Linked DNA regions of Salmo salar: region 2 is linked to region 1. The links are chromatin contacts, called in public Hi-C maps. All regions are on one chromosome and are shown on one strand. The core of a region is the stretch at or near the end of the contact, and the rest is flanking DNA. Distances in the headings are between cores, read along the strand shown. Region 1 has its middle 40 kb from the start of fbxo38. Region 2 holds the start of fbxo38 (F-box protein 38).

Region 1 (2,700 bases), core at 143-2,642:
GTAAATGTGTCTTTACATTTTGATATGAATTTCACTATGTCAGAGAACCTTTATAAACTCATATAATTTCCTATTAGCTATAATATAACTTTTTCATATCAAATGTGCCACATGGATTCTTTTTAACTGTTAATAAATGTCAACATTTCCAACCTGTCTGTCTCAGTCATTCATCTTTCTTGTTACACTACAATGTTGAGTATCGTCGAAACTTGCTAGAATGACCCAAATCTCATTGTGGACACTACTGCCAAATATGAAAACAGTGCCCTCTACAGTATATGTAGATATATCAACACCACAACTTGCTTGTCAAAGTCTTCACCACAAGGGGTCAGAGTTGAGCCACCTCCTTACATATGCTACTGGTAGAAACCCTCTTCTCACGCCACTTGATACAAAGTGATTTTCGTAGCAGGTTAGGAGAGCATTTTTGCCTTAATCTACGTTTATTCTCCCAACCTGCTCCTTACGTTCTCCTAACCTACTACGAAAAAGTAACTTCGGTATCAAAGTAGAATAGGCCATCATCCTACATGTGCTACATCAGATTAGCCTACAATCATAGCAGATGAATATTTCAGTTCACATATGGTAGGAGTAGCATTTACACATACAGAGGAAATGTATATGAGTGCTTGTGTGCACCTATCTATAGCCATCTTCAACAAAATAGGGAGTGTGTACCACAAACGGGGTGTTCCGTGTACATTACAAGATGGGTAGTTGAAAGAATGTGGAAGTTGTAGACAAGATCTCCTTTGGGGGAAAAGCCAAAATCACTTTTGTATATATCAATGTATTCAAACAGGTAACTTGGACAAAGTTCATATGACTACAGGCAGGCGACGGTACAATGTTAATAGGATCTGTAAAACGAAGAACCTTTATTTGAGGAACAGGAAAAGGGAGACGAAAGTGCTTTAGACATGAACTCACTTAAAACAGAGATTTTTTTCAAAATCTTTGGGAATGTATTTTTTCTTTTAAGCTCCAGAAACTGCTGCTGTACAAACTCCGCCCTTCAGGCATGCAGGAAGCACATGTACAGTGACTCATATCAATGTAGGTCGGAAGATGGATAGATACTCACATTCATAAGGAGCTTCGCTACACAATAAAATCTATCCCTCCATTGAGAGTCTACTAGACGTAGAACACAGTATGGGCTGCATAGATCTGAGAAGCTTTCTACCGCCTGGTATAAGAAAGACAGGAGCGCCACCATGGTAAAATGTTCCCTTGCTCTACTCAAGCCTCCCCGCAGTCACGTGTAAGAGGGTCTTCATGGCAGAGAGCGAGGGAAAGTAAAAAGCACAGCATAGGAGTAGGGAGGCAGGCAGTGAGAGAGAGTTAGAGAGAGGCTGCCCCTTTAACACTCACTCCCTGCAAGGTTATCTGGAAACTCCTCAGGGCCCCCCCACACACACACACAAGGCACTACTGGGCTGTCTAGGCTGTAAGTGCTTGGTCACGTTTGGCTCTACTTGCCCACTGGAATCCACTCAGAGCAGTGGAGGCTGCTGAGTGGAGGACAAGCTGATAATGATGGCTGGAAGGGAGCAAATGGAATGGCATCAAACACATGGAAACCATGTGTTTGATGTATTTGATAGCATTCCACTTATTACGCTCCAGCCATTACAACTAGCCTGTTCTCCCCAATGAAGGTGCCACCAACCTTCTGTGACTCAGAGGCGACAAAGAGAAGGCTATTTGTAGTGTACTTCACAGCAGTAAATAAACACGTTCATACTTCAAATCTGTTGACTTTTGACTTCAATGGCTTTTCTGTAAGAATGTCTGTGGGTGTGGGTGGGTGTATGAATCTGAGACAGGGTTATACTTGCTGTGGAGATGAAATGCTGTATTCAAGATAGATGTTGACAACTTTAGCACTATGAATTGACCAGCATCAAATGACTAAATACTTAAACCATTAACAGACACATAAAGGAAGTAGTTAAGACTTTACTTTAAAACGATTATAAAGTAACCTATGAAAGATAGTTTAGCATGTGTCCTGAGAATTCAAATACTATAGACATAGACCCTTTAAGATATGGCCTGGTAATTTTAAGGGTGATAACTTGAGCCGTTTCACAATTACATGCTATCTGATCAAGGTGGTCTGGTTTATCTACTCCTCCTCATACCTTCTTAATGTCTGGGGTAGGGGGTGGTATGTGCGACGACATGTTAGATGCAAATTCCATAGGCTTGGAGGGAATCTGCCGCTGAAACTTCATGTGATGATGACTCACAGGAAGGGAGCGGCACACTTAGCCGTAAATGGCGTGCAGAGGCACCTGAGTTCACACACACACTTCCCTTACCTGCTGATTAAGCCGACAGCAACACACCTTGAGTTGGGTGCGGCCCAGCTCAACCCCTTATCTGAGTCACAAGTAAAACCGTAGTGTTTGCCCAGCACTTTGCCAGGCCGACAGGCCGCTTCCCTCTCCGCTAGGTGTGAAAGTGAGAACCCCGGTGCTCCCTCATGCAGTCAGACATGTGTTGTGCCAGGTGCAGGATCATGGGTATCAGTTGCTCCCAGTATTGTGTGACAGATTACAGTACAGCGTTCAGGGAGGGAGGGGAATGGCTGTTTGGGCCGCGGCACAAGGAGTGAATAATACCTACCGTTGCACGGGAAGGATCCAGCATAGGAAGTGACTCCCCACAGCCACCTGAAACCAT
Region 2 (2,700 bases), core at 22-2,521, 40 kb before region 1:
CTGGTCCTCGTGTCCATCCTCATTAAGTTATGCAGGACACAGGTAGCCTTCACACACCTGAATTCCTCCAGGAGGCAGTCCCAGATGGCCCTCCTGGTCACCCAACCTTGCAGTGCCCTACACGTTAACTGTAGGCACTCGTTTTGAAGGAATCTCCAGTTACAAGGTATCTGTAGGAATATGGAAGACAATGTAATTATTAGACTTTTACATCACCAGGTCATTTTGGATTACAAAAGTATAATATCCCTGATAACAAATTATGATAAGATTGGATTGATAGATGCATGGGCACACATGTGCATGTGACAATAACAGGATCATATCAAGGATATCACAAATGAATACATAAATACCACTTGAAGCTTGATGATAAGTTGATCATTTGAATCAGCTGCGCAGTGTTAAGGCAAAAAGAAAAATGTGCACCCCTTTGAGTCCCCAGGACTGAGAACCACTGCACTTCATATGTAGACAGGCTTTCATAGCCCTCTATCTGAGGACAGAAAACCTCACAAGAAACAGACTTCATTATAGTCAAATTACACCACACTGAATATTATGTTGCTATTATCTCCATCCTCACTTCTAGAGACAGGAACTACACAAAATGACCTGCCCTATCCAGAATAGCCTACTCACAATTGGGGCTGCTATCCTATCACCCTCCTCCATGGCTGTTAGCTAGCTACCTACAAATTAATTTGGAGTTTTTTTTTTTACAGTGATAAATGCATCAAGATAGGTAGCTAATATGAAGTTAGGTAGATGGTGATATTTCATTCACGTAGCTAGCTATCTATACAGTATGTGAAGTTAGCTCATCTAGATAGCTCATTTAGCAGCTCATTTGAGTTAGCCTGCACTGTAGTTAGTTAGCTAATAATACATCGTTTTTTTTTTACATTTTCGAAATGTATTTACTTACTTGAATAGGTTCTCCCAGCCATGTGCACAATTGGAAACAAGGCAGCAAAGTTTGTTTGTCACCAGAGCGTTTTCGAGGATATTACTATTGAGCTATGTACTAATTAATAACTAGACCTTCATACAAACTTGCTATGCTGAATTCTTGACGCACAATCGAACGTGCTGCCAGCACGCCCACAAGCGAGTCACAATGGGCGGCCTAAGCGGCACGCGGCAATTTACCGCTATCTAGTGTACATTCACCTTAGGGCGGAGCGTTTGTATGGCGGAAGCACGTCTCTGGTCTGACCGCAGAAATTGAGGTACGAGTGTATGGCGGAAGTACGTCTCTGATCTGAGCGCAGATATCGAGGTGCGAGTTCATCTTTCATATGCTGTGTTTATCGGACCTCCTGGAGACAGACAGAGAGGCCCGGTCCAAGTCCTCAGACAAGGGTTGGTTCATATAGAACCGCCGGATAACTAAAACTGTTTTTCAGTGCTTGCCACTGCCGCAAAAGGCTTTAAGTTACTTCCACGGGTGTCGGGTGGGGATGTTGTTAGCCAGCCAGCCAGCTAGCTAGCTAGCTAGCCAGCCAGCCAGCTGTCTGAGTCAACCTGTATTGAGCGATTGAAAGCTTCAAAGAAGAGTCAACTTGCTTGCAAGCCAACTGGACGAGAACCTGTATAGAACTTGGAAAGAATCAAATGTTCCTCAGCCCTCTCTTCGTGAATTCTCACTAGCCTGAAAGGTGAATGTTGCTTAGCAAAACATGCTACAAAGCTAGCTAGTCATTGCTAACTGTTTGTGTTTTGGGGTGGCCCGTGCTTGTTAATTGTTACTTTGCGTTATTTATGTCCATTGTCTCACTTTTTAGTGGGTTTCGTTCGTTTGCTGGAGATGTATTTAGTCTTCTAAAATGCTGTCATGTAATAGGAAGCCTTGGTGGCTTTTTATGGCTTTCAGTTTATGCAGAAATACTGTAATGAACACAGTAGCTTGCTAGCTAGTTAAGTTAGCATTAGCTACCTGGCTATTGTGTTAATTGGTGTGTTAAGCAGCCTATAGAGCCCCACAGTGAAGGTGTCATAATACCCATAAAACCTAGTAGTCCAACAGGGAAATGGTTCCAACCGTTTTTCCACCATTCATTTTTCCCATAAGGGATTTTTAGAAACACTTACAATAAGGGCTGTGTTTCGTGTAGGCTTACCCTGGCATGACTTTTTGATAACCATGTAAATCTCTCTAGGACAAGGTGACTTATCAGTATATTCTGCTTTATTCACTGATTCTAAAATGCTAATAAGCATCAAAGTAGACAAATGCAAAACTACAAATCCCTGCAAGCTCCTGCATGTCATCTCTAGTGGACACCTTTGCTACCAGGTATTGTGTCAATTTAAAACTTACACAAGATTGTTCACATAATTGTCCATTTTAAATAAATGTAGCCAGTTTATTACATTTGGCTAACATTGGATAGTTAATCCAGAGATTCTTAACACCTTTGCCTCTGCAGTCTTGTCCAGAGCCTCATGGTATTTGTAGATCTTTATGATAGCCACATTAGCAGCTAATTGATTTTGGGATAATTGTAGGTGAATATATTGATAAAAGTCACCTTGTCCTTGAGATATTTACACGGTTATCAAAACGTCATGCGATGTACATGAGAAACAGCACTTATTTTAAGGTTTTTCTAAAATCCCCTATGGGGGAAAGTGAATGGTGGAAAAAATTATTGGAACCATCTCCCTGTTTGACCTCTAGGTTTTATGGGTATTGTG

Evidence for each region. Hi-C and Micro-C count contacts between places; a contact is called where the count stands out from the background.
Region 2: a contact with region 1 is called in a Hi-C map of gill, with 2.8 times the contacts expected there. The contact joins the promoter of fbxo38 here to the enhancer-like site in region 1. A contact is called at or near these places in 2 of 3 Hi-C or Micro-C datasets (gill and muscle).

Annotation. Positions count from the first base shown.
Region 1 is chrssa05:42,718,828-42,721,527 of Ssal_v3.1, reverse strand. No RefSeq gene overlaps it. Among protein-coding and RNA genes, the nearest start is that of fbxo38, 40 kb to the left of the region's middle. Within about 2 kb of position 1,392, at least 7 of the 13 cell types and tissues checked have an H3K27ac peak or open chromatin away from gene starts, as enhancers often do. A contact at or near this core is called in gill and muscle, where this site is marked.
Region 2 is chrssa05:42,758,549-42,761,248 of Ssal_v3.1, reverse strand. fbxo38 (F-box protein 38) reads left to right here and starts at 1,271. Exons shown (of 21, transcript XM_014200106.2): 1 at 1,271-1,661. LOC123743111 (a long non-coding RNA gene) reads right to left here and starts at 1,089. Exons shown (of 3, transcript XR_006769882.1): 1 at 929-1,089; 2 at 357-692; 3 at 1-170.